5 separate regions of the Mus musculus genome follow, and all the other regions are linked to region 5. The links are chromatin contacts, called in public Hi-C, HiChIP or PLAC-seq and promoter capture Hi-C maps. All regions are on one chromosome and are shown on one strand. Each heading gives the region's core, a stretch centred on a gene start, on an enhancer-like site or on the middle of the called end of the contact. The rest is flanking DNA. Distances are from core to core; before and after follow the strand shown. Region 1 overlaps Chst3 (carbohydrate sulfotransferase 3). Region 2 has its middle 25 kb from the start of Pcbd1. Region 3 overlaps Cdh23 (cadherin 23 (otocadherin)). Region 4 has its middle 25 kb from the start of Psap. Region 5 holds the start of Cdh23 (cadherin 23 (otocadherin)).

Region 1 (3,741 bases), core at 1,203-3,702, 500 kb before region 5:
TCCCTTAAAAACACCCTGGGGGAGTCCTCAGTCACCTTCTGTGAGAGGGTGGCCCTTGCTACATTTCAACCTGGGGACTGCATGGTGTGCCCCTCCCTCTTCCTCTCCTGCGCTCTGGCCGTTCTCTACTAAAGCTTCCTCTGGGATTCCCTGGGGGTGCGCTCTTCCCTCACTCTTCTTAGGCGATGGTGGCCTCCTTTTCACGCATCTCACTCCTCTCTTCTGGTCCATCAGCACAGCTGAGTCTTCTGGTTCGCATTCCGTCCACATTCCTCTCCCAAACTCTCCCCGTCTCCAACACACGGGGGCGCCTACGAGCACCTTAACTCAGATACGCGAACGCGGTCCTGATGTCGAGAGCGTCTTAGACACCCAGCCCAGTACTCCGGGTGACTCTAGCTGCTGAAAACCCTTCGTGCACAACTCAGAGCAGAACACAAGCCCTCCAAGGCCCTGGGGATGGGAGCCACACCTCATTCCCAGCCTTTATGGGCACCATCTGACCCCAGCCCTTCCCACTATTCCCCACCCGGGGGCGCATCCTTTCTGGTCTCAGCACTGGAGTTCGTTCTATTTAACATGTGCCCAAGACCATTCTTCTTCTTTCAATAGAGCCCAGAGAAGCCAAAAAAATCCCTATTCCTCCTGTGCTGACTTAGCATCCAGAGCTCCAAGTCCTTCCCTGAGCCCCTCCATCACTTTCTCTTTTTCATATGCTTATTTTCCTGGATGCAAACGTTCTTTTCCACTGGGTCAATGATTTTGTGTAACAGGTGAGACTGGATAGAGAGACAGGAAAGTCAAGGGGATGTGAGAAGTGGAAAAGGCCCCTCCCCCACGCGATCTAATTTAGGTTCTTCATTCACCCAACTGATAAAATCAGTACAGATTGCTCCAGGGGCAAGACCCATTTTTCTAAGATATCTCAAAGGTGTTATAAACAACAAATGAGCCATGCTTGCTAAAGAACACGGCTGTAGACCTTTGTAACTTATCCACACTCCTGACCACCACAGAACACCTTACAATTCATTTCATTAAACAAATTAAAATTGTTTAAAATTAAAAAAAAAAAAGCCAAGCAGACTGGAGAGATGGCTCTATAGTTAAGAGCACTGACTGTTCTTCCAGCAGTCCTGAGTTCAATTCTCAGCAACCACATGGTAGCTCACAACCATCTGTAATGGGGTCTGATAACCTCTTTTGGTGTGTCTGAAGAGAGCAACAGTGTACTCACATTAAATAAACAAACAAACAAATAAATAAGTAAATCTTAAAAAAAAAAAGCCAGGCATGGTGGCACATATTTTTAATCCCAGCATTCAGGAAGCAGAGAAACAGGTGGATCTCTGAGTTCATGGTCAGCCTGATCTACTGAGCTAATGCCAGAATAGTCAGGACTACACAGAGAAACCCTGTTTCAAAAAGCCAAGAAAGAAAGAAAAAGAGAGAGAGAGAGAGAGAGAGAGAGAGAGAGAGAGAGAGAGAGAGAGAAGAAGAAGAAGAAGAAGAAGAAGAAGAAGAAGAAGAAGAAGAAGAAGAAGAAGAAGAGAGGAAGGAAGGAAGGAAGGAAGGAAAAGAAAATTACATCCTTTGGATACTATAGCATAAAGTCATGAAATCATATGTTTCTGATAAGACACTGAACCTAGTCTCTCTCTCTCTGACTGTCCTTGCTTAGACTCCCGTGTGTGCTCCCGTGGTTTCTCTCATAATAAGCCTAGTTCTGTTCCACACAGACCTATTCTGAAACGATTTTTCTGGGGTGCAATCAACATCCCAGTTTTAACCTAGTGGATGTTGCTGAAGTGGTGACCTTGAATAAAGGATGTATGAACGGATGGACAGACGGACAGATAGATGGATGGATGGATGGATGGATGGATGCCCTTCCCAGAATACCTAACCCAGAGCAAGATGCTTAGGCATTCTAGGTTGCTAGGCAGTGTCAGGGGAGAGGAGAATATTCACTGGTGCATGAGTGAGCCATCAGGGAGAGACGCCCTGGGCACCTGCAGTGGGCGTGGGCTAGGATGCGGGATAGATGGACTACGGGCAAAATGAATTCTCAATTCTTGGGGACTTTCAGCTCAAGCTCCTAACAGCTGTGTGCTCAGGAGGGGGAGGCGTGGGAAAGCCCCCAGGCAACTGGTGGTTCAGAGAGGGAGGGAGGAAGCCGAGGTGGATGAGCCTTGCCAAGCAGGGCACCAGCTCCCCTTCCCTCCTCCCTGCCCAGGGGTCTTTCCTCAGCACAGGCCTCTCCCCCTGACTTGGCAAACTGCCTCACTGGAGAATTGGTTTCACGTTTGGATAGCCTCCAGCTGGGCTCTTCCACTGAGGCCCCTGAGGGATTGCAGTCCAGCCCCGCCTCCGTCCTTCTGGAGGGGTCCCTGCAAGGACGGGAGGGAAGCTCCGATAAGGGGCGGGGCCTTGCCAGGCATTGCATCAGGCACCAAGCCTCCACTCCCCTCTCGCTGGGACCCAGAGCATAGCAGGAAACAGCCTCAGCTGTTACATACCTGTATATACAGCTTTCCAAGTAGAAAAAACGCGGCTCCACGGGGCTCCACAGGCAGAGGGAAGATCTGGCTGCTGTGGGAAAGTTGTGAGGCCAGAGGGCTGATCCCTCTGTGTCACCCAGTAGGAAGCAGGGAGCCGGGGTTCCTGAATCCCTAGAGAGTAGAGGGGAGGGGTGTTGGCTGAGACTCTGCCACTTCTTTCAATCAGGATGAGAAAAAGAAACACTGAAGTTCTTTGTTTCTGTTAAGTTGGGTTTGTCCATGCCCTGACCTGTTCAGGCTAGACCCTATTTCACATGGAAGCGTCTAGAGATGGCCGGGGGAGGGGCACACCCCTCCCCACTCTACCCCATTATCATGGAGTTCTGACAGGACAGCTTATGCTCAGAGGATGCTGACAGCAAAGTGAAAGGAGAAGAGGAACAGGGCAGGTCTGGCTATTACCGGTCATTATCACGGTACTGAAGCATCCCAGCATCCAGCATTCCGTGCGTGCGGTAAACCGACATCCCAGCACCTCAGCAACCTAGCATCCTGGGGCTCCAGCTTTCTTCTCTAAAATAAACACATTTCCCGAGGCACAGTGCATCATGCCTGTAATTCCAGAACTTGGGAAGTAAAGGCAAGATGACCAGGAGGCCAAGTACGTGCCCCGACACACACACACACACACACACACACACACAGGCACGCACACACACGCGCACATTCACGTGCACACTCACGCACATGCACACACATGTACACATGCACACACACACACATGTACGTGCATACACACGACAAACAAAATGAATGAGCCCATCTACAACTTCTTGTGTGTGTCCAGCTACAGCCAACACAGAAGCAGTCCAAGGCAAACGGTCGCATGTACTTATAAGGAATATGGGCCCAAGCCGTGGTGGACTATGGAGCTGAGAGCTACCCTGATGGAGCTATAGGATAACCCTGGCAAAACCAGCCCAAGGCACCTCTCAGCCTTTCATGCCTGCACACAGACATGGGGAGCACTCTTTATCTACCTCCAGTGGACAGTTACTTGAAATGCAAGTCCCCTGCCAGGCCCCACTAGGCCTAGTACCCTAGTTAGCCTCTGATTAGCTAGCCAGCACCATATGGTGACTGGTGTCCTGGCTGCCTTCAGCCACACAGAGCAGGCAGCCTGGAGAACAATCTGCTCCATTCAAAACTGACCTGGACACTGGCCAGGCAAAGCAATGAA
Region 2 (3,921 bases), core at 961-3,460, 370 kb after region 5:
GCTTCAGCAGAGGAGTGGCTTCCGGGAAGATGTGTTCCCATCACTGTTCAGGAGGGACCAAGTTCAAAATGACCAAGTCAGATTTCAGCCTTTCTCGGGGGCTACCCCAGGCAGGGGGAGTCAGATAGTTCATCTCTCCCTCTCTACAAATTCCCGGTGCAGGACGCTGGGCCCCCTCCCTGCGAGCCTTATCGAGGAAGTCACCGCAAGCCCCTTGTCACAAGCCCCTGGTCTCTTTGTACCTATGCCTCCCTCCCTCCAGAGCCTGTCTGTATTAGTTACTGTCTTAGTTGGGTTTTTACTGCTGTGAGCAGACACCATGACCAAGGCAAGTCTTATAAAAAACAACATTTAATTGGGGCTGGCTTACAGGTTCAGAGGTTCAGTCCATTATCATCAAGGTGAGAGCATGGCAGTATCCAGGCAGGCATGGCGCAGGAGGAGCTGAGAGTTCTATGTCTTCATTCAAAGGCTGCTAATGGAAGACTGACTTCCAGGCAACTAGGGTGAGGATCTTATACCCACACCCACAGTGACACACCCATTCCAACCAGGTCACACCTATTCCAACAAGGCCACACCTTCAGATGGTGCCACTCCCTGGTCCAAGGATATACAAACCATCACAGTTACATTTCCCAGGACTAAGGCAGAACATCGGACCAAAAAATTAATTAATTAATTAATTAATTAATTAAAAAATAAAATAAAATTCACTTTAAAGGAGGAAAAGGTTTTTGTGAACTTTCTTAAGGTCTGAAGGTCCCGACCTATCAGGGAGGCAGCAAGAGCTGGATGCAGCTGGACACAATGTGACTGAAGTCCGGAAGAAGAGAGACAAATGCTGGGGGCGGGGCGGGGTGGGGGTGGGGGGGAGGGCAGGGTTCAGCTTTCTTCTTTTTATGAGTAGCCCATAGGATGATGGCTTGTAGGACTGTGAAAGGCAGCCTGGTTTCTGGTGGAACACAGGCTGGAAACCCCGGTGACCCTGAGGAACAGCAGGCGTTTTACCTGGTTCCTGAACACTAGGCTCCTGGCATGAGGCCTCAGCTTTCCATAGATTTGTGTCCTTCAGTCATATAAGGGCCATGCCCCAAGCCCCGCCACAGGACGTAGCCTCAAGACAGATCTTCATTTTAATGAGGTACCTAAAGGCCTGAAGCCAATTAAGCTTTCCTTCCCAGACGCTCCTCTCTGCAAAAGGTATTTAACCTCAGGCCCGCCCCTGAGAAATGGGGTACAGTTTTACTCATCCACTTTCTGCCATGACAATAAACCATGAACTGTCTCTTTTCACTGGGATCCGCCGTGGAGAGCCATAGAGAAGCCCTTCAACTATAGATCCGAGTCTAATCTCTGGTACAAGGCCTCTCTATGCTCTCAGCCGCGACCACCAAGCCAAGCCAGCCACCCACCAACAAACCAAGGGCTCTATCCCCACAGGATCCAGCTGGAGTATCCCCCTTCCCGCTTCGGCCCCAGGCTAGATCCAGCCTGCAGGCTCCCACTCAGTTCTCAGCTCTTCCTTGGCATCCAGCAGCGCCTGGGTGCCCAAGAGCCTGAGAACCAGATGCCCCAGCCTGCTTGCAGTCCTAAGGACCCCTGAGCCAGCTCCAGCTGTCCCCGGGACCTCAGACTGTGCTCCCCCACCCCTGGAGCGGTGTCCCATGGCTTCCCATAGCCCGGCACTGGCGTGGTAAGTGCAGTACAAGTTCCCATGTTCCACCTCCCTTAGGGACCGGAGCTTGTGGCCGGCCGAGAGGATGCAGGACCCCTTAACCCTACAACTGCTCACATTTGGAGTGGGCCTTAGTCCCTCAATTAACCTAATCAAGATAACCCTTCACAGATATTGTCTCCCTCGTGGTTCTAGATCTTAGCTCTGGCCTCAGAAAGCCTGCTGGGATTTATCACCAGGACCCAATGGCTGCCTTAGGGTATAAAGAGGTCTGTGACTCTGCGATAATGTTAGCCTGCTATGGGCCTAGGGAAGCGATTCCTGTATCTGAACCTCAGCTTAAATGAGTGCCTGAGACCTCTAGTTCCACAGGAGGCCCTGTGCACTGAAAAGAGGGTCAGCTGCCTCTGGGGGACAAGGGGGTAAGCGAGCAGAGGGCCCAGCCTGGAGAGGCTTCACAATAATTGGGAGAAGACCTGGCGCTTTGGGCTGGATAACTGGATGCCTGGCCCTGGGAGCTCTGACCTATGAGGGGACGTGAACCCAGGAGAGGCCACGCCCCTGTATAGACCACGCCCCTGGCCAGCCTTCCTCAAAGCTACTATGCGGCTGCAGGAAAGATGGCTAACTCAACTTCTCTGTGATTCTCTATGAATATAGGGAAGTGGAGCCAGAATATCTCCACACGTTCTGTGCCCTGACACTCTTCAAAGCCCACAGAGGTCATGGGGGCTGTAGGAAGGAGCTCAGGGCCGCAGGGCCGCCAGATGGAGGACCAGTCCAGCTCAGCAAAGCCAAAGGCTAAATAAAACAGGATCTTATGCCCTCCGACCCCTGTGCCCAGAATCCCACAAAGGATAGACTTTGTGGGGCTGCGCAGGCTGTTTTTTTTCCAGGCTATGTATTCCTGCCGGGACGGTGGGTACTGCAAGAGCCCCTTGTGTCATACAAGACAGAGTCCCTGGGGATATTCCCACAAAGGGTGCAGGGGAGAAGGGGAGCCGTAGGAGGTAGGAACCCGCAGACTATGGTGCTCTGACACCACAATAGCATGAACTGGGACAAGCTTCATCAAGCCTAGCCATGAGGACATCTCAAGACGCACTAGGAGCACCAAATATGGCCTGGCCATAGGATTCCCCAGCTCTGTCACTGACTAGACAGAACGAAGAGAGGCGGGGTGCCCTTCCCTGTGAGGGGGAGGGGCTACCATTTGCAGGGCAGGCTGCCAGCCAGTCCTAGGGAGTGTCTCTTGAAGAGAAGTCTGCAGGCCAACCCCCCACCCCCCACTTGACTGTGGCTACTGGTCCACCCAATGAGCTGCACCGAAACAAACTCAGATATTTTTATTAACTCAGTCCCTACCTGATGCACCCCAGCACCTCCGCTTCTGCCAGGTTCAAAGGCAGTGCAGTTAATCAGAACTTATTCAGCGGGACACAGATCTGTCTCAGCATATCCTAGGTCCAGCTGGAAAGAACCCCCAGCTGGGACCTGTTTTCGCCTTCTGCTTTGCTGAACTGGACTGGTCCTCCATCTGGCGTCCCTTCGGCCCTGAGCTCCTTCCTACAGACTCCCTGGCCACTGCAAAGCTGGAAGGAGCCCCGGGGCCAGTAGATATTCAGCCCAGAAGACTGCAGGGTGGGCCGTGGGCATAGCTGTCCCTGTTGACCTAGCCTCTGTTTCCTGCGATGACTCTACAAATGGTCCCCTGTGGGGAGACAGCCACCAGGAAGACACATCATGGTCCTCATTTCCCCAGCTCTGGAACTCTCCACCACAGCCATCAAAGAGGAGTATCAGAGGTACCAGAAAAAGGGCTCTGGGTTATTTGACTGTGTCTGACTGGCCACACCCAAACTGGCAACATGAACAGCTGCAGCCAGCAGGGGAAGGACCCCACTTAGTGAGTGAACGGCCATGTCTAGAGGCTCTCAGGGTACCTGAGATCACTCCTGATGTGTTCAGAGCTTTGAGACATTCCAAGATGGCCCACGAGCCTCTCTTCTCAACAGTTATCAGGCACTTGGTAATGACATAGCCTCAGCCGTACCCTGTAGACCTGTTCTCAATCAGGCCCAGCAGGTCAGGGCTTGACGGTGCCTGTTTAGGAGTGTGCATCACAGAAACTAGAGGCCACTGCTGCAAGCTCAGAAAGGTGTCCTGGATGAGGTCAGAGAAACAGGTCAGATTCTGAACAACTATGGCAGCCAAGCCAGCCGGATGTCATGACAGGTGGATCA
Region 3 (3,765 bases), core at 293-2,792, 320 kb before region 5:
GCATGGGTAGGAAAGCTCCTGTTCTGGGCCTGCAGCCAGGGAGAACCCCATTCATTCCCTGAGGACAGATGGGTGGGGAGAGAAGAGAGAGTTTCAGGCCGGGAAGCAGCAATAAGCTATCTGCTGGGGACCCAGACAAGTTGTCTGATGAGGTCCAAGATGTGGGATGCCAGTTATACCTGGGGCTTGGGGATCCTTAGAGGCTTTGTATCATCATCATAGGAGTGTCGGGGTGGCCAGGGCATCAAAGCCATGACCCCTGTTTTATCCTCAGGGTCCACTCTTCTGCACCATCCATTGCTCTAGATCTATGCAGTTACTATAGACAGAATGTGTTGTTCTGTTTGGCTTTGGGGATAATGGCCTGGCGAACTGCCAGCTGTTCAGTGGCAGGGCTGTGAGGCCAGTCAAAGACTAGAACCCACAGACCAGCTGAACGATGAGTATAGCCTGTCCCCTGGGGGAGCCTGACCTGTCTCCAGCCCTAAGCTTCAGACCTCACCACTCAGATGACTTCTAAGAATTTGCCTGTGGGGACCCCTGCATGGCTGCAGCTCCGTGGAAAGGAGAGGAGGCCCCCAGCAGAAGAACCACTCGCTTCCTGCCCAGCTTCCTCCTGTAGGGCTCTAAGTCTCTTCTTCTTGGGACCCTGCAAGCAAAGGCATGTCAGCTTGGTGGTTTCCTGTTTTGGGTGAAGTTTTGTGTGGTCCGGGTTCTGTCTACATCCATGAACTTGGGTGCTACCACCTTGCTGCTGCTGTAGAGACAGCTGCAGGATCTTAGGGTGGAAAATGGAGGTGCCCTGAGGTGCTAGCCCTTGGGGCAAAAGATGGGGTGGCAATGAGACACAGTGGGGAACTGAGTTCCCCAAGAGGAGGGAGGAGCCCTGTAGCCTCAAGGGCCATATTGGGTTCCTGGTACCAGCAAAAGCCTAGAGAGCGAAGTCTGTATTTTGAGGAGGTAATTGATCCTTACGGAATCCATCAGAAATTTGGAGCGGGTGCTTTATCTATCTCTGGAGGGTCTCTACCTATCTCCGATGAAGCTCTCCCTGGGCCTGGGATGGGAGAAACCAGGAGGAAAGGTGTCTGATAAAGCAGGGGCTTCTTGACAAGCCAAAGGGCCACTGGTAGCTGTTGTGGACCGAGCTGACCCTGCTGAAGTATTGTAGTGTGCCTTGGACCAACTTCTCAAAAGAGCAACCCCGGGGCTACCCTACTTCTGCCAGGAAGAGGCGGAGAAGGGGCTGAGAGGCCTGGAAGGGGCTAGCTCCTTCTTTGAGAACTGCTCCCCGGAGGACTTGGAGGAGGCGGCTAGGCTACGGGCTGCTGAGGGCCCTTTGTCTTTCCTAACCTGGGCACTGTTAGGATGCTCCCTCCTGGAAAAGGCTTTCCTGGGTGTGAGCTAGAGCAGTGTCCATGCCAGCGCTGAACCTGCCATGGTGGGAGCTGAACTAAAAATTTCTCAGGGAACTAAAATAGGCAAAAGAGGAACTGGGGGAGGAGGGTGCCAGGCAGGATGGGGGGAAGGGAGGGCAGTGCAAAAGTCTCTTGAAACACAGACAGCCCAGCTGAGTGCCAGTCCCAGATCACAGAGAATACGGCTCATCTGGCTCATGTTCTGCATGCTTGCTGCTTTACCCTGGCACTTTCCTTCTCCACCATGAGTGCGAGTCCTGGGAGTCCTGGGAGGGTGAGGATTAATGCCAGCCTGGGGAGCAGATAGCTGACAGAGTCCTTGGGTAACTGGCTTGAACCAGGACCTCAGGATTCCACTCTGGGGATCTAGCTTTGTCTGGGCCAGTGAAGATCTCTATAATGGCATTATTGCCAGGGGATAAACATTTCACTGGGTTCTGATCTGTTGGGTGTGGCTTCCTGGAAAATATGGTGAGAGGAATTCTGCTAAGGATACAGTTGATAAGAAAGTTCTGAGATTGATTAGTAATGCCTGCCTTGGACTCAGGAAGGGAAGTGGCAGTATGAATGCCATGTCTTAATCATTTTGGTTAAAATATGCTTCCCAAAAGATTTCCACGTGTGTTCTTGTTTATTTGACATCTGTCTCCATATCAGTCTTGAAAGCCTTTCTGTGTGTATATATATGATGTTTGCGTGTATATATGTTTTTGTGTGTGCATATGGAAGTCAGAAATCACTGGGTGTCTTCCTCCATTCCTTTGCAATGTATGTTTTTTTTTTTTTTACGATTTATTTACTATATGAATGTTTTGCCTGAATACATGCATAGGTGTCACGTACATGCCTGCTGGAACGCTTGGAACTGGAGTTACAGGTGGCTATGAGCTACAGTGTGAGCACTGGGAATCAAACCTGGGTCTTCTGCAAGAGCAACAAATTAAAAGTCAGCTCTTAACTACTTGAGCTATTTTTCCAACTCCACCATTGTGTATTTTTAGCATTTATTTTAAAATTTTATGTGCATGTTTTTTGTTTGTTTTGTTTTTTTGTTTGTTTTGTTTTGTTTTGTTGCCCTGCATGTCTCTAAGAGCATCACATGTATGCTAGGCACCGGTGGAGGCCGGGAGGGCAATGGATCACTTGGGAATGGAGTTAGGGAATAGATAGTTGTGAGCTGCCATGTGGATCCTCTGTAAGTAGAGCTGAGCTGACTCGTTAGTGTTCCACTTTCTTTTCGGCAGACCCTTCAGTGAATCTGGAGCTAAGCACCGAGCTCTGGGGACCTGCCTGTACCTGTCCCACCCTACCCCGAACTGCTGGGGTTATAGACTACACGCGGCCTGTGGGTGCTGGGAATCTGAACTCTGGTTCCTCATGTGTGCGTGCCAAGCACTGTATCTGCTGAGCCTCCTCCACCCCCAAGCAAGAGTCTTTACCATCCCTGTTTAATGCAGAAGGAAATGGTGGTTCTGAAAGGCACATGTTTTGTGGCTGGTGGGACTAATGTTGGTTCTCTTGCCTCTCAGGCCTAGCTCCTTTCCTGTCATTGAACCAAACAGCCTTCTTGTCCATTAACCTGCTATCACCTTCAACTTGTACATGCTGGGCTGCTGAGAGATGAACTTGACCCCACAAGTTTACTATTACATTCAAGCCATACCAGGAATATATTCTTATTTATGCTCTGTCTTCTCTGGCCTTCTCACAGCTAGTGTGGGGGCTTCTTCTACACCCCTACTATGCCCCTTTCCTGCCTGGGGATTTTTGGTAGACACAGAGTCCCTGCACTGTACCTGTTTGCATCCGGGAAAAGGTAAGGGAACAGAGACCTTGCTCTGACCGTGAACCCTAGAAGCCCAGCCAGTTGTGTGTCAACATCTGGGAAGTGGCAGAGTGTCTCCCAACAAGCAAGCTGACTTGCAGGTGCTGCTTGAACGACTGCCCATCCTGTTCTCCTGCAGCATATTTGATTAAAAACACAAGTAATTAGAAAGGTCAGCGTGGTTACTCTTGCTGGCCCGGGACAGATAAGCCTGCCTGATGTGAACACATGGAAATGGTTAGGGTAGGGGTGGGGTGGGGAGTGGGCAGAGCCTGGGAAGCTAGGGTCCTGGCTGCAGAGGCTCACTTTACAGAATGTGATGAACTGCTAGGGCGGTGTTCCCAGCTCACAGCCCACCTTAGAGCCACTGCCAGGGCCTGGGAACTGGGTGCGTACAGATTTTCTCCCCTGTAACCAGGGAAGTCAGGGTTATCTGGGACTGTGGGATGGTATTTCCTGCTGCTGGCTGTCATTCATATGTCAAAGAGGCCACCCTCTCTCCTAAATCTCCTGCCAAGGTGC
Region 4 (4,231 bases), core at 920-3,419, 440 kb before region 5:
TTTTTGTTTTTTCGAGACAGGGTTTCTCTGTATAGCCCTGGCTGTCCTGGAACTCACTTTGTAGACCGGACTGGCCTCGAACTCAGAAATCTGCCTGCGTCTGCTTCCCAAGTGCTGGGATCAAAGGAGTGGGCCACCACGCCTGGCCACACTCTTTTAAATTTGTTAACGAATTGATGTTTATTAGTATGGGAGTGGGGTGGGGAACGTTTCTATGCTGGCCACTTTTATGTTGACTTGACACAAGCCGAAGTCATCTGTGAGGGAGAAACCCCAGCTAAGAAAATGTCTCTCTAAGATCTGGTGAGCCTGTAGGCATTTTCTTAACTCGTGATTAATGGGGAAGAGCATAGGCACTTGTGGGTGGTGCTACCCCCGGGCTGGTGATCTTGGGTTCTATCAGAAAGCAGGCTGAGCAAGCCATGGGGAGCAAGCCAGTAAACAGCACCCCTCCGAGGCCTCTGAGTCAGCTCCTGCCTCCAGGTTCCTGCCCTGCTTGAGTTCCTGCGCTGGCTTCCTTCGGTGATGAGCAGTGATGTGGAAGACTGAGCCGTAACCTTTCCTCCCTAGTTTGCTTTTGCTCACGGTGTTTCACCAAAGCAATAACAATGCCAACTAAGACGATTCCACAGCACGTGTGCAGAGATCAGATGACAGCCTCGTGTTCTCTGGTCCACAGGACTCGGTTTGCCAGGCTTGTGTGGCCACTGACGTCACCTGCGGAGCCATCTTGGGGACTTGGATTGATTTGTTTTTGTTTTGTTGTTTTGTTTTGTTTTGTTTTGAGTCAGGGTCTTTCCTTGTAGATCTGGCTTTCCTGAACCCCACCTCAGTAGACCAGGCTGGCCTCTGAACACATAGAAAGCCAGGCTGTTTCCAACCTGGGACCCCAGAGCTGGGGCAGGCAGATACAGGATGCCTACCTATCTAGCTGAAAAGAGCTGTGGGTTCCAGGTTCAACAAGGGATCCCATCTTAGCCAGAGGTGGAGGTGTACCCCTATAATCCCAGCACCTAGGAGGGAGAGGCAAGTGGGTTCTTGTGATCTCAAAGCCAGCTTGCTCTATATCGAAAGTACAGGTTAGACCTGGTCTCCACGGGGCAAGGAGGAACAGACAGACCGATTGAGACCCTCTCTCCAGGTAGGGAGGAAGACCCCACCATCCTGGTCTCCCTGTCTCCCCATTCAAGGGAATTTTTTTAAAAAAAGATTTATTTATTACATGTAAGTACACTGTAGCTGTCTTCAGACACACCAGAAGAGGGCGTCAGATCTCGTTACAGATGGTTGTGAGCCACCATGTGGTTGCTGGGATTTGAACTCTGGACCTTCGGAAGAGCAGTCGGGTGCTCTTACCCACTGAGCCATCTCACTAGCCCCCTCAAGGGAATTTTTTTAAAAAGATTTATTTATTATATGTAAGTACACTGTAGCTGTTTTCAGAGACACAGAGGGCATCCAATTTCATTAAGGATGGTTGTGAGCCACCATGTGGGTGCTGGGGACTGAACTCAGAACCTCTGGAAATGCAGACAGTGTTTGTGAATAACCACAGAGCCATCTCTCTAGCCCCAGGCTTTCTTTAATTTTAATAAAAAAAAAAAAAAATTAGGGGGCTGGAGAGCTGGCTCCGTGGTTAAGAGCACTGGTTGCTCTTCCTGAGGACCTGGGTTTGATACTCGGCACCCACACGGCAGCTAGCTCCAAGGATCTGATGCCCCCTTCTGGTCTCTGAATGCACTGGGCATGCAAGTGGCACACAGACATACACACAAGCAGAACACTCATACACATGAAATAAACTAAAAATAAAAACAAAAATTAAAATTAAAAAAAAAATAGTGGAAGGGTTGAGGGGAGGCACAGATTTGTGGAGGAGGTCCCGGGAGTCAAACCCAGGTCTCCAGGCCTATAAGGTGCCTCAACCCTGGTAGGCACCACAGAGCCTGTCCTGGACTTGTCCTCTTCAGGGGAGGGGCTTCTCTAACTTCCGGACTGCCCTTCATTGTCTGTTCTATTTTGCCTCATCTGAACTTCACTGAAGAGGAGACTGAAGGCAGAGAGAGGGAGGGGGCTCCTTCCAAAGTTGTAAACTGGACCACACTGGCCCAGGCAGGCCAGAACATACTGGAGAGAGATGGCCCCTCGGCAGATGGCCTCTTGCTGCAAATGGCTTCTTGGGCCCTAGAAAGATCGCCCTGAGGACAGGCAGGGTGTGTGTGACCTCATAGTGTGTGAATGATCTGAATAATAGCGACCGACCCAGAGCTCCAGCTGCTGCTGGTTAGCAGGGCAGGCACACCTATCCCTAGAGCACTACTGTGTGTGTGTGTGTGTGTGTGTGTGTGTGTGTGTGTGTGTGTGTGTGTGTGTGTATGTGTGTGTGTGTGTGTTTGTGTGTGTGTGTGCATGTGCCAACTGTGCACAAGTATGGCCCCACTCAGGCCTAGGGCAATGAGGGTGCTCCTGCTCCGGCTAGGGGAACCCATCACCCCTGCCTGTCCCATGGGTAAGGTTTCTGATCCCTTTTCTCAGGAAAGCTGTAGTGCAGGTGACTGGCTTTGCACACAGTAGTAATTTCGAAAGAGGATGGATATTGCTCAGGGCTACAGGCTCAAGGAGTCTTGTGCAATGTTGGGGGCAGGGGAGGAGGTGGTGGCCAGAAACTGTTGGTGTCGCTTCCCTAAGCATCCTGGGCTGCTCTCCCCAGCTTAACCTCCAAAAATGCCCTGTGTGGGGGAACAGAGGTCAGGAGGTGGCTCAGCTTTTTGTTGGGCGAGGATCCAGGAAGCAGCAGACCAAAGACTGATTTAACCAATCAGTTGGTTGACTGATTGACTGATTGGGTTTTGAGATAGGGTTTTGGGTGGCTGTGGCTGGCCACAGCTTCTCTAGGTAGCCAAAGCAGGCCCTGAGCTCACAGAGACCCACCTACCTCTGCCTCTGGAATGCTGGGATTAAAGGCATGTATATCACCACTGCCCAGACCTATTTATTATTTACTGAGACTCCCTCATTCTGTAGCCCAGGCTGGCCTGAAACTTGTAGTAAAAGCCTTCTTCCTCAGCTTTCTTTAGTGCTGAGGTCACAGGCACAGATCACACCCATCTGGAATTCTTGGAACCTAGGGAACCCACCTTACTTACAGTGATTAGCTAAACCGCACCCTTCACATACCTGCGATCCCTGTTACAACAGAAACAGATTTTTTTTTTCAAACAAAGCTTAATGCTTCACTGTTGTAATCCCGGCCATCAGCACCAAAGTGAGGATGGAGACTTCCGGGTTAGCCTGGTCCACACAGCAAGATGCTGTAGCCAACAGTAAGCTTTAAATATTCAGCCTTATTAAGGCTGCAAATATAAGTTGCTTTCAGATAGAGGCCTTTTTACGTTTCCCCTCCTCTTCATCCTTTCTTTTTCTTTCTCCCTGCTTCTCTCCCTCCCACAATTACTCTCCATAGATTACAGCATATTGCTGTTGTAATCTGTGGACTGTTGGAAACAGAAGCAGACACCCACAGCCAAACATGGGTCAGAGGTCAGGGACCACAATGTAAGAGTTGGGGGGAGGATCGAAGGAGCTGAAGGGGATGGGAACCCCACAGGAAGAACAGCAGAGTCAACTGACCCGGACCCCTGGGAGTCTCAGAGACAGAGCCACCAGCTGAAGAGCATACACGGGCTGGACCAAGGCCCCTGGCACATGGGTAGCATACGTGCAGCTCAGTCTTCGTGTGGGTCCTCCTACAACTGGGGCTGAGGCTCGTCTCTAAAGCTGTAGCCTAACTGTGGCCCAACCGGGCTGTCTTGTCTGAGCTCACAGAGACCCACCTACCTCTGCCTCTGGAGTGCTGGGATTAAAGGCATGTATATCACCACTGCCCAGACCTATTTATTATTTATTGAGACTGAGACTCCTTATTCTGTAGCCCAGGCTGGCCTGACACTTGTGGTAAGCCTTCTTCCTCAGCTTTCTTTAGTGCTGAGATCTCAGGCACAGATCACACCCATCTGGAATCCTTGGTGGAAGAGGATGCACCCAACCCTGCAGACTTGATGTGCCAGCATAGAGAGGATCCCTGACGGAGGCCTGTCCTCTCAGAGGAGAAGGGGGGAGATAGGGGGAAGGACTCTGTGAGGGGGTGGGGGTGGGGGTTGCGGGGGCTGAGAGAGTTGAGGAGGGAGGGAAAGGGCAGAGTTTGGGATTTAATTAATTAATTAAAAAATTA
Region 5 (4,005 bases), core at 849-3,348:
GTGCTTAAACACTCACACACACTCACACACTCATGCATAATCATATACACTCACACACACTCATACACACACTTACATACACACACTCAAATACTCACACCTACTCATATACACTCACACAAACTCATATACACACACTCATACACACACTTACATACACACACTTATATACTCACACCTACTCATATACACTCACACACACTCATATACACTCACACACACTCATATACACTCACACACACAATTACACACACTCATATGCACTCATACACACTTATACACTCATACACACACTCATATACACTCACACACACTCATATATACTCACACACTCAAATACACTCTCATACACTCGCACTCATACACACACTCATATGCACTCATACACATATACTTGCATACTCATACACACATTCGCACTCATATACACTCACACACTTATACACACTCATACACACTCACATACACACTCATATGCACTCACCCACACTTATACATACATACTCATATACTCACACACTCATATAACACACACTCACATACTCATACACACACACACACACACACACTTACACACTCATACTCACACACACATACACATGAGCATGTGCTGAAATGTTAAGGAATGGCTGCTAATACATACAGTCATACTATACACATCATTCTAGAACTTGCTTTTGTTTTGTAGCTTTGTCTCTATTGTCACACAGTGAACCTGTCCCCTCGTTACATCTGCATGTGTTCTAGTAGAGGACAGCTAGGATAAAACATCGATCTGCCAGGTCCCATATGGCTTTCCTGGTCTCAGGTATGGAGCTGGCCAAAGAATGAACAACAGGTCAGGGAGAAGGCAGAGCCCATGGGGACTGAGGGACACTGGGCAAGGCCTGCTCTTGTAGGCTCAGAGTCTCCCGCTAACTACACACAGAAACCAATTGCCCTTTATAAAAGAAGAGCGGGCTGAGTATAGTAGCACACACCTGTAATCCCAGCTATTTAAGAAGCTGAGGCAGGAGGATCACGATCCAAAAGTTAGCTTGGGCTGCCAATGAGTTCAAGGCTAGCCTTGATAATTTATCAAGATGTCGTCTCAAAGTAAAATTTAAAAGAGCTGATAAAGATAAAGAAAGATAAATCTTTATCATTGAGCATGGAAAGGTCTGGGTTTGAACCCCCAGTGCAGCAAACACAAAACACAAAAACACAAACAAAAACAGAAACAAAAAAGTACACCCTGGAGCAGACATCTGGGCCTCCTCTGGGCCATACTGCATCACACCACCTGAGAGAAGAGCCACTTCCATTTTAGCCAGGTTGTAAAGAACAGGAAGCGTGCTACGGAGCTCTAGATGTGGCTCAGAGAACAGAATTCAGTCTGACTCTGCCACAATCTGTCTGAAGGACCCTAAGCAGGTCACACACTCACCCAAGCCTCCTCATCATCAAGAATCATGGAGTGGAAGGTTGGGGGGGGCGGTGTCTTTCCTGCTTAGGGAGGTCTCAAATCATCTCATACTCTCAGAATCTTCTCAAAGAAGTTTAAGAGGGTTGCATCAACAAGCTCACTCAAGCTCTCCACAGCTCTATGATGCTGTGGCTTATAGTACTGTCCCCATTTCGCTGATGAGATCATTGAGGCCCAGTGGCTATTAACTGGACTGTAGGTAAGATAAATGAAGTGGAGGCTTCTGTAGCCCCAGATGTTAGCTTTTTACTCCCATGGGGGTCCAGTGGTCACGGGACAGCTCCCAAGGATAAAGACCTAGGGTGTCTTCATTTTGGAGCCATAAACCTATAGACACACAGAAGCAAGCGAGGGATGGCGGAGGTCGAGGGAAGGCATTCACAGGCTCCCAGCTGGTTTACTTAGAATGTTGGGTGCACACACCTCTTCTGTCCCCCACTTACCTGGCCACAGCTGCTCCGGCATGTCTCCCAACCAGCCCCCAGGAGGCTAAGCACCACGGGCAGGTGCATCTCAGGCACTATGGGGCATGAGGAAATGTACTACAGGTACTGGGAAGTGGTTGGTAGGAGTCTGAGGCTAGGTAGTGAGGCTCATAGTCATCCCTCACCAACTCTCCTCTGTGAGCCAGTGTGAGGTCCATGAGGATGAGCAGGAGAGGCTGGGCGTGATGGATGAGTGAGGACACATGGACCACCATTATGAGGAAACATAGACAGGAAGAGCCAGCATCCAGGCAGACATGCCATAAGAGCCCGCCACTGTCCATGGGGATCGTCCTGACCACTCCTGGCTGGAGGTACCTGCCTTGGACAAGGACATCCCATCAAACTCTCCTAATGTTCTAGAAATAAAACACCCGCACTCTGCAGGCGAGGAAAGGGCTGCGGACCAAGAGCCTGGGGCTACAGGCTTGTAATCTCAGCCACTCAAGAGTCTGGGGCAAGAAGACCATCAAGTAACCCCAGGCACCTTAGCAAGTCTCACCTCAAAACAACAAAAAGGGTCGAGGTTGCAGCTTGCTGTTAGGCTCTGGGCTCAATCCCCAACTCTGGGGGGAAAAAAAAAACTTAATTGTATAAGCTGGCCATGGCCAAGGACCAACCAAGAAGTAACATGTGATCCCAAATCACCCTAAGGAATCTCCCCAGATCCCGCCAGCCCTTTTTCTGACAAAGCCAAGTAGCTTTGGAAGAAAGCGGGGAAGCTGCTGTCCAGAGGCATCCGGGAAACTTAGAAGATACTGCCACCTGATGAGGGTTACCCAGGGCACAAAGGCTCCCAGTCCCCAGGGGAGTCCAGATCTGCAGTGCAGAGCACCACCTAGAGGCGGATCTCAGCACAGCACCCCCCTCCAGGCTGGGTGGAGAGCGGGCAAGAACCCCACAGAAATGTGGACCAAAACCACACCCTGCTGGTGTCCCCAGTGCCACCTGTCCCTCACTCTCTTCCCAAACCACCAGGTTGCCTGATTCCAGACTCACTGGGCCTGTGTCCCTAGCCCTGTCTCTAAATATGAACTGAAAATCACCTAAGGCTTAGGAACTGAGGTGGCTCAGCTGTGTGACGCTGGGCAAGTTGCTGCCTTTATCTGAGCCTCAACTCCTCCTCTGGTTATACTGGGTAGAAGAGAGGACAGATAAGTCTGGCTTTAAACTGAAACCATAACAATTAAGGTTAATTAACCTCTGTGTGCCTCGGTTGCTCATCTGGAAAATGGGTTGATGACCCAGTTATTTACTCTCTTCCATCAACCAAAGAAGAGCTTGGCTCCTGGGAGTGCCCTGTGAATGTTCCAGATAATCCCTACAGCCCATACTCTGGCTGTGGACTCCGTACCAGCCAAGAGCCCTGGTGGGTAGGACAGTACTCTCACTGAGGCCCACGAAGTGTCTAGGGGAGGGCTCCTACCCCTCCTACCCTCTCCTCTCACCTCATACTGATGCCTTGTGGACACAGTAAGCGCAGATCTCCTCAGATCTGCAGTCTACAACCACAGAAGATGATGATAACCACCCCAATTAAACTTCTGGGGAACTAGAAACAGGTGCCCTGCGCCCCAGCTCACCCCAGGCCCAGAGAGAGGAAGCAGCAACTGCAAACTCCCCGGAGCATTAGAGGGTCAGCTGAGGCAGGGGTTCCCCTCTCCTCCCTGACAGAGACATGCAAACCAGCATGGGGACAGCCCCGGCTTCGGGCTTTATAGGTGTTGTGTTTCTCTGCGTGAGGGTCAGTTTCATCATTTGTGAAATGTGGGTGTGACCCATGGTCTCTTCCTTGGATGTAAGAAAAAGCTCCCAAATGTCCTCCATCAATGGTGGCCTGGGGGTGCAGCGCTTGCATAGCACATACAAAGCCCCAGGGTCTATCCTCAGCACCGCATAAACCTGAAATGCTGTCACGCACCTGTAATGCCTGGAGAGTGAAGGCAGAAGTGTCACCAGATCAAGGATAGCCTTGGCTAAGTAGTGAGTTTGAAGCCAGCCTGGGCTACATAAGATCCTATTCAAAAAAACAAACAGAAATCAATACCTCCCCAT

Evidence for each region. Promoter capture Hi-C pulls out the DNA fragments that hold promoters and counts their contacts. A called contact is a pair of places that touch in the nucleus more often than the background predicts. HiChIP or PLAC-seq counts read pairs in DNA pulled down with a chosen protein or histone mark.
Region 1: a contact with region 5 is called in a promoter capture Hi-C map of pre-B cells, with 3 times the contacts expected there. The contact joins the enhancer-like site here to the promoter of Cdh23 in region 5. A contact is called at or near these places in 3 of 39 promoter capture datasets (hippocampal neurons, liver and pre-B cells), 1 of 484 Hi-C or Micro-C datasets (CD4 T cells) and 3 of 9 other capture datasets (adipose tissue, liver and pancreatic islet).
Region 2: a Hi-C map of differentiating embryonic stem cells shows a contact between it and region 5, with 2.6 times the contacts expected there. The contact joins the enhancer-like site here to the promoter of Cdh23 in region 5. A contact is called at or near these places in 8 of 39 promoter capture datasets (the 3T3-L1 cell line, the C10 cell line, embryonic stem cells and 4 more), 1 of 15 datasets of contacts at CTCF or cohesin (embryonic stem cells), 5 of 484 Hi-C or Micro-C datasets (differentiating embryonic stem cells, embryonic fibroblasts, embryonic stem cells and 1 more), 3 of 115 datasets of contacts at active chromatin or transcription factors (embryonic forebrain, embryonic stem cells and stem cell-derived neural progenitor cells) and 3 of 9 other capture datasets (adipose tissue, embryonic stem cells and macrophages).
Region 3: an H3K4me3 HiChIP or PLAC-seq map of bone marrow-derived macrophages shows a contact between it and region 5, with 3 times the contacts expected there. The contact joins the enhancer-like site here to the promoter of Cdh23 in region 5. A contact is called at or near these places in 3 of 39 promoter capture datasets (cranial neural crest, hippocampal neurons and trophoblast stem cells), 1 of 484 Hi-C or Micro-C datasets (bone marrow-derived macrophages), 9 of 115 datasets of contacts at active chromatin or transcription factors (bone marrow-derived macrophages, craniofacial prominence, embryonic midbrain and 5 more) and 2 of 9 other capture datasets (adipose tissue and pancreatic islet).
Region 4: a promoter capture Hi-C map of hippocampal neurons shows a contact between it and region 5, with 5 times the contacts expected there. The contact joins the enhancer-like site here to the promoter of Cdh23 in region 5. A contact is called at or near these places in 2 of 39 promoter capture datasets (the 3T3-L1 cell line and hippocampal neurons), 3 of 484 Hi-C or Micro-C datasets (neural progenitor cells, pro-B cells and uterus), 4 of 115 datasets of contacts at active chromatin or transcription factors (bone marrow-derived dendritic cells, bone marrow-derived macrophages, embryonic hindbrain and 1 more) and 2 of 9 other capture datasets (adipose tissue and liver).

Annotation. Positions count from the first base shown.
Region 1 is chr10:60,191,574-60,195,314 of GRCm38.p6, forward strand. Chst3 (carbohydrate sulfotransferase 3) reads right to left here. Exons shown (of 4, transcript NM_016803.3): 2 at 2,520-2,672. Among named protein-coding and RNA genes, the nearest start is that of Chst3, 26 kb to the right of the region's middle. Within about 2 kb of position 2,453, at least 160 of the 459 cell types and tissues checked have an H3K27ac peak or open chromatin away from gene starts, as enhancers often do. A contact at or near this core is called in pre-B cells, where this site is marked.
Region 2 is chr10:61,062,596-61,066,516 of GRCm38.p6, forward strand. No RefSeq gene overlaps it. Among named protein-coding and RNA genes, the nearest start is that of Pcbd1, 25 kb to the right of the region's middle. Within about 2 kb of position 2,211, at least 40 of the 459 cell types and tissues checked have an H3K27ac peak or open chromatin away from gene starts, as enhancers often do. A contact at or near this core is called in differentiating embryonic stem cells, embryonic stem cells and stem cell-derived epiblast-like cells, where this site is marked.
Region 3 is chr10:60,370,284-60,374,048 of GRCm38.p6, forward strand. The region is part of intron 39 of Cdh23 (cadherin 23 (otocadherin)); the gene reads right to left. It overlaps Vsir (V-set immunoregulatory receptor), which reads left to right. Exons shown (of 7, transcript NM_028732.4): 7 at 1-2,401. Among named protein-coding and RNA genes, the nearest start is that of Vsir, 25 kb to the left of the region's middle. Within about 2 kb of position 1,543, at least 103 of the 459 cell types and tissues checked have an H3K27ac peak or open chromatin away from gene starts, as enhancers often do. A contact at or near this core is called in adipose tissue, bone marrow-derived macrophages, memory CD8 T cells and 2 more, where this site is marked.
Region 4 is chr10:60,250,177-60,254,407 of GRCm38.p6, forward strand. No RefSeq gene overlaps it. Among named protein-coding and RNA genes, the nearest start is that of Psap, 25 kb to the right of the region's middle. Within about 2 kb of position 2,170, at least 78 of the 459 cell types and tissues checked have an H3K27ac peak or open chromatin away from gene starts, as enhancers often do. A contact at or near this core is called in adipose tissue, bone marrow-derived dendritic cells, bone marrow-derived macrophages and 1 more, where this site is marked.
Region 5 is chr10:60,694,392-60,698,396 of GRCm38.p6, forward strand. Cdh23 (cadherin 23 (otocadherin)) reads right to left here and starts at 2,099. Exons shown (of 71, transcript NM_023370.3): 1 at 1,909-2,099.